Regions from separate parts of the Mus musculus genome. Here region 1 is linked to region 2. Evidence: chromatin contacts called from public promoter capture Hi-C data. All regions are on one chromosome and are shown on one strand. Each heading gives the region's core, a stretch centred on a gene start, on an enhancer-like site or on the middle of the called end of the contact. The rest is flanking DNA. Distances are from core to core; before and after follow the strand shown.

The links. Promoter capture Hi-C pulls out the DNA fragments that hold promoters and counts their contacts.
Region 1: a promoter capture Hi-C map of liver shows a contact between it and region 2, with 3 times the contacts expected there. The contact joins the promoter of Fam78a here to the promoter of D330023K18Rik in region 2. A contact is called at or near these places in 4 of 39 promoter capture datasets (cranial neural crest, hippocampal neurons and liver) and 2 of 115 datasets of contacts at active chromatin or transcription factors (embryonic forebrain and embryonic stem cells).

What each region holds. Positions count from the first base shown.
Region 1 is chr2:32,082,321-32,085,245 of GRCm38.p6, reverse strand. It overlaps Fam78a (family with sequence similarity 78, member A), which reads left to right and starts at 1,541. Exons shown (of 2, transcript NM_175511.4): 1 at 1,541-2,662. The coding sequence starts at 2,340.
Region 2 is chr2:31,150,951-31,153,854 of GRCm38.p6, reverse strand. D330023K18Rik (RIKEN cDNA D330023K18 gene) reads left to right here and starts at 1,564. Exons shown (of 2, transcript NR_040334.1): 1 at 1,564-1,873; 2 at 2,605-2,806. Gpr107 (G protein-coupled receptor 107) reads right to left here and starts at 1,539. Exons shown (of 18, transcript NM_178760.4): 1 at 1,374-1,539. The coding sequence starts at 1,496.

The DNA of each region.
Region 1 (2,925 bases), core at 292-2,791, 930 kb before region 2:
AAGAACTTTCTGACTCAATGTCTGATGAATGTAAATTTCTTACATACTTGGGACCAACTAGCTGACAACCCTCTCACCATGCTGAAGATACAAACATGATCAATACAGGGTTGGGGTTTGGGGGTTGGGAGACACCAACTTTTCCCACCCTCCAAACCTTCCCAAGTCTTGGAGCTTCCCAAAACTTCCATGCTTTCCACCCAACCACCAACTCCGGCAGCTAGGATCCCCAGGGCAGTGCCCCAAGTCTCCTGAACTGGAAAGCTGCTGGCATCCAGAAGTCAAAGGGCAATAGGAACACCCCCAACCCCAGGACCCGAGAAAGACAGAACTACACTACCCAGAATTCCTAGGGTTAGAAAAAAAGGAAATGTCGTTTATGCAAGAAGAGGCTCAACTCCCCCAGCAGCTGCAGAGAGGTGGGAAAGAAGAGAGAGAGAGAGAGAGAGAGAGAGAGAGGGGGGGGAGAGTGTGCTGAGTGCCAGAGCTAGGGAGGAGAGCCGGGCGGGCTGGAGGAGGAGGCGGTGCCTACCCGCCTGCACGCTACCGCCTGCGGACCTGCATCCCACGGGGCGCACGGGCGAGCGCAGGTCCTGCGTGCGCCGGTGCGCGTTGTCGCGCGGCTGCGGACGAACACAGGGGCCAGACAGGCGCAGGGACCGAGTTTCTGCAAAGTTTGACCTGGTTGCCTTTCCGATGCTGCAGCAGAGCGAGGCGGCGCGGGGCGCGCCAGGCGGCTGCGGCGCGGCGGCGGGGCAGAGCGGTGACAGCACGCTCATAATGATCATAAAATAAGGAGGCGCTCGGGGTGGGGGCGAGAGAGCCCCGAGCCTCAGCCCTCCGCCCCCGGCCATCCCCACAGCAGCCCGGAGCCAGGAGGGGCTTGGGGATCCGAGGCGCCCACGCCATCCCCGGACCCTAGTAGATAAGAGCCAGGGGACACTGCCCAGGGGAGGGGGCGCCCCGAAAACGTGCGGGCAGAGAGGTTAGGGAAGACCGGAGGGCGGTGACCCAGGCACCTGGAGCGGCCCTAGGGGCAGGTGAGTTCGTGACGCCCCCTGGGTGGGAACCTGACTGCCAAAGTTCCTCGGCGGAGGCGCGCGCTCGGGACGCGCTGGGCTCAGCTAAGGCTCAAGCTTGGTTAGGGGAAACCGAGGCACGCGGTGGGGCGGGGGGGGGGGGCAACACGCCTTCTTGGTGTCCAGCCACCTCTGCCGGCAAAGGGCAGAATGCCTTAAAAGACCGGCCTGGGCTTGGCACTGAGGCCCCGGGGATCGAGACACTGGAGCGAGAAGGGGCGTTTCACGCTGGTGGCGTGGTACTGATGCGCAGTACCCGAGCCGGGAGGTCCTAGTGACCCACTGCGGTGGCAGTCTGAACGACCCCTCACCCCTCCCTCGAGCTAAACCGGTGTCAGCGGAGATGTCACGGGAGGCGATTATTCGCTGGTGCGCGCAGTCGTGCGGCCGCCACTGACGGGGCGGGCGGAGGGGGGCGCCACCTCCGGGGAGACCGCCCAGAGCTGCGCCGTCAGCTCCACAGCCCGTGCCCGGCGCACAGGCATCGCCGCGCCCTCGAGTCCCCCGCAGTAAAGTTCGGCTCAACTTTGCCGCCCTGTGCCTTCCACCTCTCTGCAGGTCCTCGGCGGCCGAGGCGAAGCAGGCGGCGGCGGATATCCGAGTGCAGTCCCGGAGCCCTGCGCGGCAGTCAGCGGCTACAGCGACAGTGGCAGAGGAACGCGCGAGTGGGCGCCGGAGGGGACCTGGCGAGCACCTAACCCGGAGCGCACCTCTCGGAAGGGCGGGTGGATACGGGCCTCACAGGACGTCGGACCTCTGCCGCTTGAATCGGAGCTCACGCTGCAATTGATTGGGCCCCGCCGGGCGGGCGCGTGTGTTCCAGGGAGCCGGTGCGGAAGGCAGAAGGGCAGGAAGTCGGCGTTCTGCAGCGAGGGTGGCGCGACCGCGCGGGGACCGAGCCTTCCTTATTTATGTGCCTGGCAGAGCCCGTCTGCTTCCTGCGAAGACTTCAGGGAGAGTGTCCGAGCTGCCATCCCCAAGTGTGAGGACGCAGCGCTGGATGTCAGAAAAACATGCTTCTCCATTAAACTCCAAACTTTTCTTTTTTTAAACCCAAAGAATATCGGTGGCTTTTGCCCACTGCTAGAAGAGGGAGCCCAGGGCTCTTGAGATGCAACAGAACCCATATTTATAACAGGACCCGGCAGTGCTATGCAAACCTCCTCTACTCCTTAAGTTCTCTAGCCTATGGATCTCGATTTTGAGTTTTGAGATTAGATTGAGCGCTCTGCACTGGGTCCTGCAACCTCCATCCTTTCAATGCCCTGTTATTTTTGGGACTGCTGGCCTTCCCTGGAGATTAGAGCGGTCCTGTGTGCCATGGGCTGTATTCAGAGCATCGGAGGCAAAGCCAGAGTCTTCCGGGAAGGGATTACCGTGATTGATGTGAAAGCCTCCATCGACCCCATCCCCACCAGCATCGACGAGTCCTCCAGCGTGGTATTGCGCTATCGGACACCCCACTTCCGGGCCTCAGCCCAAGTGGTCATGCCGCCCATTCCCAAGAAGGAGACCTGGATCGTTGGTTGGATTCAGGCGTGCAGCCATATGGAGTTTTACAACCAGTACGGGGAGCAGGGCATGTGAGTACTCCTGGGGACAGGCTGGGGGCCTTGAAGGCTCGGGGAGGCTGGAGCAGGGCTGCAGGGGTCTTTAGGCAGGGGTGGAACTGTCTCCAAGCCTTCTTGGGTCAGGCAACTCTGGGGAGCCTTTATGTTGATTAGGGTCCTAGCTCAGCTAGACCTGCCCTGCCATTATCCCTGGTGCCCAGGGTTGTTCTGTCCTCCCTGGCAAGATGCTGAGAGAACAAGAACCTGTGCCCCTTTGGTAAAGCAAGTGTCAGGGC
Region 2 (2,904 bases), core at 315-2,814:
ACCTCAAAATGCGAGACTTTAGAAATCAGGAGTTCTTACCCTCAGAGTGATGAATCTGCAAACTTGGATACCTTGATTAAACTGTACCAAGATTATGAAGCTACAGAAAGGCCAAGAAAGCTGTTAAGATGTAAGATGGTCTTACTTCAAAAAGCATTTCTCTGGGGAGAGTGCCTACAGCTTTCAGTGGATTTTATAAGGAGCCAAGATTGATCTGTCTTGCTGTAGGTAAGAGTCACTTTACTCAAGATCATTTGTTTGTTTGTTTTTCAAGACAGGGTTTCTCTGTATAGCCCCGACTGTCCTAGAACTCACTTTGTAGACCAGGCTGGCCTCGAACTCAGAAATCCGCCAGCCTCTGCCTCCCAAGTGCTGGGATTAAAGGCATGCGCCACTACCGCCCAGCTTCAAGATCATTTTAACAATCAAAAGCAGACAGCCCAAGTGTGCCTGTATGGATTTGGCCAGGTTTCAAATCTACAGTCTGTCTGGACCCTTTAAACGCTACATTCACAAGCCTTTATCCTTCACACCTAATGGAAAGTGTTTTTACAGACAGCTGTGTCCAGATCCGCAACTTCTTGGTACACTGACTATTAGGAAAATGTACAAGGCTTTGAGTCATAATGATGTCACTTTCTGTTCTCCAGGTATATTAACCGGCTGCCAATCCTGTGTAAGCCTTAGAGAACTTTCTACTGTGAGTTAGCTACCATAGCGGTTCTTGGTGGTCACTTCAGGCCTGTCATAAACATCTTCCTTAGGCAATGGCCATAGAGCGGGAATGAAAAAGGCCCACTACTTAGAAACACTTTGGATGCTGAGTTTAAATCCTCAGGCTTGTTCTTTCTTATTTTTTCTTCTTGAAACCAAGGCATGTATTTCAAGAGAGATTTGAATTCCTCTTGGGGATTCTGGCTTTGGTCAGTCAACCGAGCACCCTAAACCAAGCAAGGAAACAGGCTAAGATTCCGCACAACTTCAAAGCGCCAGATCAAGGAGCACAGAAGGGCGGAGATCGCGGACAAGAGAACTTGGAATTTAAGTTATGAAAGGGTGAATTAGGGAAGGTTGCCACCAACGTGGAATCCAGGGAAGCCAGCAGGAATCGCAGGAGTGGCCTCCCAGGTCTTTGGGTATTTAGGCCGCATCTGGGCCCCTTCCTCAGGACCTCAAACCTGCAGGGACCAGACTACCCGAGGAGGCCGCACGGCGTAGTCCATCCCTACGGGGCGGCGCAAACCCCCTGGCTCAGGGGCCGAACTTAGGAGATCCCGCTGGGCTGAAGTTGGCTCAGCCCGGGACAGCGGTCGCGCTCCCCCCACCCCCCCGTCGCCACTCCCTGATCCTGCCCCCAGCCTGCCAGGCCTTACTTTGAGCGCCAGGTGATGGACGCGGCCCAAGACGGGGTGGACCAGCAGCTCCAGCAACGCCAGCAGTCGTAGCAGCCGCAGGCAGAAGGAGCCGAAGCGGCCGAGGGGTACCGGGACGGCCATGTTTGTTCCAGCATCACCAGCTGCTTCCTCTCCCACCCACTTCCGGGTCAAAGTGCGTCGTCCCGGAGGTGCTCTGGAAGGGGGCGCGGCTGCCGCCTCCGAGGTCCTTGAGATCGTTTTACTGCAAAACGCAACTCTGGTCACGCAGGGACCTGAGCGGACCACCTCGGCACTCTTCAATTGGCCTCCCAGGACGGACTTCCGGCAAAGCCCCTGTGAGGACCCTGAAGCGTTTGCCATGACAACCATGGCGGGGCAAGTTCAAGCCGGGCCTCCTTTCTGCCTTGCCGGGCTTGGGGATTGAGGGGCCTGGACCAAAGTCTGGAACCCGCAATGTCCGCCACTGACCCTGGCGGATGATTGGACTGCCTTCGGTGGTAATAACTTAGAAATTGCTGGCCTGTCTTAGATTCCTTGACTTATTATCATCCTAGGCCCTTTACACAAACTTCAGCTTGAAATAGTTGCAGTAATAGGATTTATTGAGTCCATAGGAAGCCATCCACTAGGCTTTTTTTTTTTAAGTGGCATTTAATCTTTGGGACAATCTAATTATATAAGAGGTAGGTGTCAGGCTGTTCCTCTGTTCTACCTAAACTCTAAGAAATGGTCATTTTGGCCAGTCTGAGCTGGGGATCACATGCAGATTTTTAACTGATACGTCATTTTGTCTTGTGTGATTTCATGCCACCGCTGGAGTCTGAGCCTTAATGTTTTCTATTTTAGTCTCTTTGGAAACTTAGCTTCTAGTCCTTAACACTTAATGGAAGGACTTGGTTGTAGGTCCCTGGTACCAGGGCTTACAGGAAACACTCGTATTAAAATAGCTGATAACCAAGTTGGTTTAGTTCTTAGATTCTTGTTTTTAGCTGGACACACAAGTAACATATGCTTTTGTGTATGTGCATGTAATTATTTAAGCAAAATAGGACACAATAAAAACACAGGGAACTCTACTACCAGGCAGCTACCACTATGTAGGTGTGTGAACACCTATGACAGAATCAGATTCCTATAGCTTTTTAACTGGAACTAGTAACAGGATGTATTTTGAAGGTCTGGTTGGTTGCTTTTCTAAGTTTTTTATGTATGTGTGTGCCATGTATAGGTACCTGAGAGGACCAGAAGATGGTGTCAGATCCTCGGGAGCTGGAATTGCTGGCAGTTGTGTGTTGCCTGACATCATGAGTACTAGAAAGTTAACTCAGGTATCTATCTATAAGAGCAGTAAGTGCTCTTAACCACTGAGCAGTGTCTCTAACCCAACATGATAGATCTGTATATATAAATACATATAGATAGGAAATTAAGTTTGTTTTTATGTTGTTTGTGTGTTTATAAATGCCATGAGGTGTACCCATAGAGACCAGAAGGGGGCATCAGATCCCTGCAACTGAAGTTACCTTGG